Linked DNA regions of Gossypium arboreum: region 1 is linked to region 2. The links are chromatin contacts, called in public Hi-C maps. All regions are on one chromosome and are shown on one strand. The core of a region is the stretch at or near the end of the contact, and the rest is flanking DNA. Distances in the headings are between cores, read along the strand shown.

What was found. A called contact is a pair of places that touch in the nucleus more often than the background predicts.
Region 1: a contact with region 2 is called in a Hi-C map of leaf, with 2.3 times the contacts expected there. The contact joins the enhancer-like site here to the promoter of LOC108479867 in region 2. A contact is called at or near these places in 2 of 5 Hi-C or Micro-C datasets (both in leaf).

The regions. Positions count from the first base shown.
Region 1 is chr12:11,881,188-11,884,362 of ASM2569848v2, reverse strand. No RefSeq gene overlaps it. Among protein-coding and RNA genes, the nearest start is that of LOC128286172, 51 kb to the left of the region's middle. Within about 2 kb of position 1,867, at least 2 of the 2 cell types and tissues checked have an H3K27ac peak or open chromatin away from gene starts, as enhancers often do. A contact at or near this core is called in leaf, where this site is marked.
Region 2 is chr12:11,696,132-11,699,409 of ASM2569848v2, reverse strand. LOC108479867 (caffeoylshikimate esterase) reads left to right here and starts at 1,857. Exons shown (of 10, transcript XM_053023082.1): 1 at 1,857-1,902; 2 at 3,122-3,185. The coding sequence starts at 3,140.

The DNA.
Region 1 (3,175 bases), core at 618-3,117, 180 kb before region 2:
GAAACATTGAGATGTGGGATAGTTTGAGACCCATTATTAACTTAATTTAATAACATTATATAATAATTTAATTTAATTTAATTTAATCACATTATATACTAATTAATTTAATTTAATTATCATATTATATACTTTTGTATTAATCACATCATATAATAATTTAATTTAAATTAATTTAAGAATCAAATATAAATATAACAATTATTTTTATTGAATTCATCATTCGAGAAATGGGAAAAGAAGTAATCTTGTTTAGTTCTTTTGTTTATTATATATACGATAGCATGCATGCATACATACATAATATCATATTATATATATATATATATACATATTTAAATAATTTTAGAAACATTTAGTTCTAAATTAGCTTTAAGACATTTGTCAATTATTACATTAATATGGTTTAATTTCACAATCAAATTATTAATAAAATATTATAAAAATTTTAAGTAGATTCATAAAAATAATTAAGTGCATTTTAATAATGCATACAATTGGTCCCTGCATGATACGGGTATGCAGACTAGTATATTTATATTATATGGTATTAGTCTCTCAGCTAAAAAGGACAACTTAATTCTTTTTCCACTTGTCATAACTATCCCATTGACACTTGGCAACAACATATTTTTACATATAATTTATTTTTAAAATCAATACAAAATTTAAATAAAAATACAAAATTATAATTTAAAATTAATAATAATATCTAAAAGATAAACTTTAAACGTTTTGTTCTTAAAGAAACTTTAAACGTTTTTGTTTTAGATTTGTTTTAATATGTTTTAATTTAAGATTTTAAATTAATTTAAGTGATATATCGTTTTTAAAATAAATAAAAAATCATAGAAGAAATTTAAAATATATATTCTATTAAATTTAAATAATGATATGTTAATTAAAATATATACCTAATAAATAGTAATTTAATTTTAAAATTTGAATTTAAATAATTCACAGTTACCCAATTATTGCCTATTTTATTTTTTATCACCCAACTATCAATTTTTTAATTTGGTCACTTAATTAATCAAAATTATTTTTTTGACCCATTTCCGTTAAGTGCCATTAAATGTCTGATGGGAGGTAACGTGACAGTTAAAAAATTAATATAATAATAAATTTAGCCCTCGACTTTTACATATTATATCGACTTGGTCATAATTTTTTAAAAGATTAACCCTCAAATTACGAAGGGTCTCAATTTGATCCTCAAAATTATCCAAACAAACAAAAATTAGTGAACTGTTTTTATTTTTATTTTTTCATAAGTCAAATTTATGTTTTTACATTATTTAAAACTTTATTTCGTACCGAAAGAAATTATTTAAAGCTTTATTTCTAAAATTAAAAAGTATTAAATATATAGATTTCTAAAAATATTATTATTTTTAAAATTAAAATCATTTTAAACTTTATTATAATAGTTGTATTTTTCAACTTTTCTTTCTTATAATTCATAATATTACAAATATAGTTTCTTTCAAAAAAATTACATTTTTAAATAATATTAATCAATATATCTATTTAAATAATAAGAAATTCATAAAAGGCATGAACAATATATATACATACACCAAACTCAAATCCAAAATATTAGTCAGCCAAACCCAAATCCAAAATAAACAATACAATTTATTCAAAGTCCAAACCCAAACAAAATAACAAGCACAACCCAAATTCACTTACCCTATTAAAAAAAAATCTAAGGCTAAGCCCTACCAAGCCTTCGTCGGTTTCTCTCATTTCCACTTTGCCTTTCCTAAATCAATGGACATAATTTCCCAACCTCCATCTCGCCTCCAGCTTTCTCCCCGCACGGTAGCGCCGTTACTGTCTATCAGCTTCTCTTGTCAATTGTTTCTCTCAGCATCAACAAATACTGACCCTCTCCTGTTCTATTTTTCCTCCATATGTACACCATTGGTTTCATATTATTTGGGTGATTGATTCAATATTGCAAAGTGAAATCTAATTGTTCTTGATGAATATCAATTAAACAGATCACAATGTTGATCTTGGCTGTTGTTCAGTCACTAATTTGCCTCAAAATTACTATTTTCGATTTATATAGTTTAAATTTGTATGATTTAAGCACCAACTTATCTACTTTTTTTTTTAATCCATTTTCATTGTATGTTGATTATATCGTGATTTTATTTTGTTGGTGTCTGGCATTCTGGGTCATTAGCAGGTGAACAATAGGTACCCTTCGTGATCTTCAGCAATATCTAAGATTCTCATTTCAACTCATCCAAAGTTGTAATGTTTCTTTCGAATGTTAAAATGTGTCGTGTACCTAGTTGTTGAAGTCTATTAGGCTAAACTATGTTTTCTGATAATGTCTCATCATTACAACTATTAGTTGTTGAAGTCTATTAGGCTAAACTATGTTCATATAAATTTCTTTATAATCCCGCACAGTTTTTTTTATAAGAAAAATGTTTTATTATTGATTTGACATGATTGCTTTCATGTTGTCATCTGGATGTCATTTTCTTATGTTGTTTTTTTGGATGTCATTTTCTCAAGTAGCTTCTTTTGTTTTCACTTGGATGTTATTTTATTAAGTTGCTTTCTTGATATTTTAATTGATTTTTTCTAATTGGCTTTTATTCTTCTTGAATATTAACTAGATTCATTTTCTTCATTTTATCTAGCTATAATGAATTTTTCGACATATTCTTGATTTCTTCTATTATGTGTGATGAAAAATTATCAATCTCCATGTTAGCTTTCTTTTTTAATAGTTGCACGAATACTTCGTCTCTGTCAACCTAAGTGTTTCTAGTATCATATGTCAATATTCTTCTTTCATCAATCCATAGGCTATAAGTTTTTTGTTGAAGTAAATATTGGACCTTGGTCAGTAAATCTATTCCTGTTTGGATATGATAATAACTAGGATTATTATAACACTTGTCAATATTTTTTGTCAAATGTTTTTTTTTTTCTTCCTTTGCTGCTGAAAGGTTGAGACCTCCAATCATTTTTCTAATGATCCAAATTTGATATGGCTAATAATTTTTTTCTTTTTTCAGCTATACCAATAAGACTACTGATTTCAATATGAAAATAATAATAAAATCATCTTTATATATCATTCGTAATAATATAGATTTAATAAATGCAGAAATTTTTTAATAAATGTAAAGAAAATTTTGAAATGTTA
Region 2 (3,278 bases), core at 608-3,107:
AAAATTTAGGCTATTACAAGAGTTGTCCAAGACCTAAAGCAAGCCCTTAGAAGCCAAATCAAGCTAAAGTAGTGCAATGGCCTAGGTGTAAGGAAGTCATATATGTACCTCTAGGGAGATGTACCAATACAACTCCAATAGCATGCTCATTTCAGCTCTTTGGCTCAATTATTCCAAAACAACTAAGCCAAGTACCTATACTTGGAGCCATAGAACTAAAAATCAATCTAAAAACACTCTAAAACATCCCCAAACACTACTAAAATATATCAATGGGTTTTAAATCATTTTAACTTAATTTATAAACTCATTTAAACTTAAAATACAAGACATACATGTATTCGAAATGAATAACAGAGTAAAACTTCATTAATAAACCAAAAGAAATTTAAGTTAAGAATAAAAATTTACAAATATAATTTCAATCTAAGCCTTTAAATGCATGCCAAGGATCTTATAAAAAATAAAAATAATATAAATACATTACAACCTCAACTTGAAGGGTGATGCGAAGTGTAGACACCTAATTTTATCTAGGGATTGCAATTTCGAATTAGGCTTCAAAATTATCAAAGGTAGCAGATTACTTTTTATTTTTGGTCTGAATTAAATTAAATTAGATTTTATTTAATTTGGATTTAATTAATTTTAAATCAATTTTAAATAAATTCTAATTTAGTTTAATTTAATTTTTGAAATTTTGACATGAAGTGGGGTGGATATTAGGATGTTGGTTTTGAAAAAAATAATAAGAAATTTGTTGAAAAAAATTATTTTTAGAAAATTAAAAAATCAGTTTTAAATAAAAATCATTTTCAGGCTTAATGTTGAAAGATTTTTTTAGAGCTCAAATTAATTATAAAAAGATTAAATTAACATTTAATTTTTAAGGCCCAAATTAGTTTTAATTTGTTTCTAAAGGCCAAATTAATTTGTTTAATTTAACATCCAAACCTTTTGCTTTTGAAAGCCAACATCATTTTGTAGGCCCATTTCTTGTATTTCCAATATGTTTTTAATTTTAATTCGAGCACAATTTAATTTGCACCTAATATTAATTATGTTTAATGCTTTGAGTCAATTTTTAAAAGAGATTAGGTATATGTCAATTTTTAAATCTGCTTATATAATTAGAAAAATATTTTAATAGTGTTAATGTACCTAATATTAATTATTTTTAATGCTATAAGTCAATTTAAGTAATGAATGATAGTTTAAATTTGGGGTGAGCATTCGATCTAGTCGAGTTGAATCAAGTAAAAAAATTTTGAGTTAGTCGAGTTGACGAATTCTATTTTAGCAACCAAACCCAATTTGATTTTTTTTAATTGAATCGAATTGAGTCAAGAAATTTCGAGTCAAGTTAACGAATCCTATTATTTATACTCAATGTTGCGTTTTTATAGACTGATTATTTAATTAGTAGATGAAGTACAAGATTATTTAACTACATAAACAATATAATGGTTTTGCCTTTTAACTTAATGAGTAAACATTTATCAAAACAACGTAGTTTTGTCTTTTCTTACTCGGACCTTCAGATAACTCGAATTGTGTAATTCATATTCGAGTTAAACTGAAAAACTTAATTTTTTATTCGAGTTGATCCGAATAACTTGATTAATTCAAATAACTTAAACTATTTAATTCAAAATTTAAATTTTTATCAAAATTTTTAAATCGAATCAAATTTTGCTCAATCCTAATTTAAATGTCGAAAAAAAAAAAACAAAAGTAAAAGACATGTATGATTGAAAGTGGAATTAGCATAAAGCTTCGAATAAACTACATACATAATCATTTAATTATAAAAATTTATTTTAAATATTAAAATATTTATAATTTAGATACTCACCTTACTTGATTAGATGATTTTGGTCAAAGTGGAAACGGAAATATGAGGTAGATATTTTATATATTTATTTGTTTTCTTATGATATGTTTGGATGAGCGAAGAGATACAATAAGTTTAATTTATTTTTAGTCTTAAATAACAATATCATAATAATAAAAAGTAATCCGAACTTAGCTTTATTCCCTCTCAATTTGTGTTTTTCTTACAATAAGCTGAACACAACATCAAAGATCTTTGCAAAAGGGTAAACTGCAACTGCAGTTTCTTGTTGAGTGTTTTCTTCTTCTTCCTTCCCAATGGGAGGCTGTACTTCCAAGCCTTAAAAACCCAAACACAACCACCCAAAATGACTATCCTACCCTGCCTCCGACCACCCAACCAAACCCAAAACTCCTTCGACGCCGCTGAGGTTTCTTAAGAAATCGTTTTCCGTCTCCTTCTCCGGAGAAACACATCCGGGCGGTGTTGAGACGGTGGGAGCGTAACAAGAAGGCGGCGGGAATTACGGAGACGAAGGAGGATGAGGATGGAGTTGAACCGGATAAAAGATTAGGGTTTTTGAAGGAGTTGTATATTTGTTCTGCTAAGCTCCAGAAAGGAAGTTAAAAGGAGAACAGGTTGCTGTTAAAGTGATTCCCAAGTCCAAGCTAACAATTTCTTTTTTCTGTATTAAATTTGGGACATTGAAATCAAAGTTATGTGCTTTAAGATACCGAATATTAGCTGAAATTTCTTTGAAGTAGTCTTGTATGATTCTTGTTTCATTTGCCATGAATGAGGGAATTTACTGTTTTTTGTGTTCAGCTCATTGTATATCAGATTTCTGCTTCCCGCAGATATCAAAATGATCGAAATAGATACTTAAATTGTAAAAATATTTGGATTACAATTTTAATTTTAATAAACAGTGGGAAGAATATTTTAACACGTACGTTAGCACTTTCCTTCCTTTTATAGAACTCAATCACCTTCACCTACCGCCTTTTCCTTCTCTTTGCGAATCTTCCAAGTAATAAATTAATCAGAAAATAGAACAAACAATTTCCTCGTACGATTTTCCTTTATTAAAATCTGACTTTTAAAACAAAATTTTGAAAGTAAATTAAATAAACTAAACTACTGCACTCTGCAAAGAATCTCTCCATTTCAGCTTTTGGACTTTTGCTTGCTGACATTTCTTTCCTTATTAATTTTTTTGCCCCATTTCCTGGATTTTAGCTATATAATTTAATTTATTTGTTTTTATTATACTTTTTTTTTCTCAAGAGGAAAAGAAAGGGCCACATGGCTTTGAAATCTTCAAACTTGCTCCGGAGTCATCTTTTTTATGGTAACTCTAGAACCCCCTCCCCTCATTGTTTTTACTTTTTTCTGTTTATGTAGAGGAATGGGTATCTGAAAAGAGATAGACTTCTGGTTATTG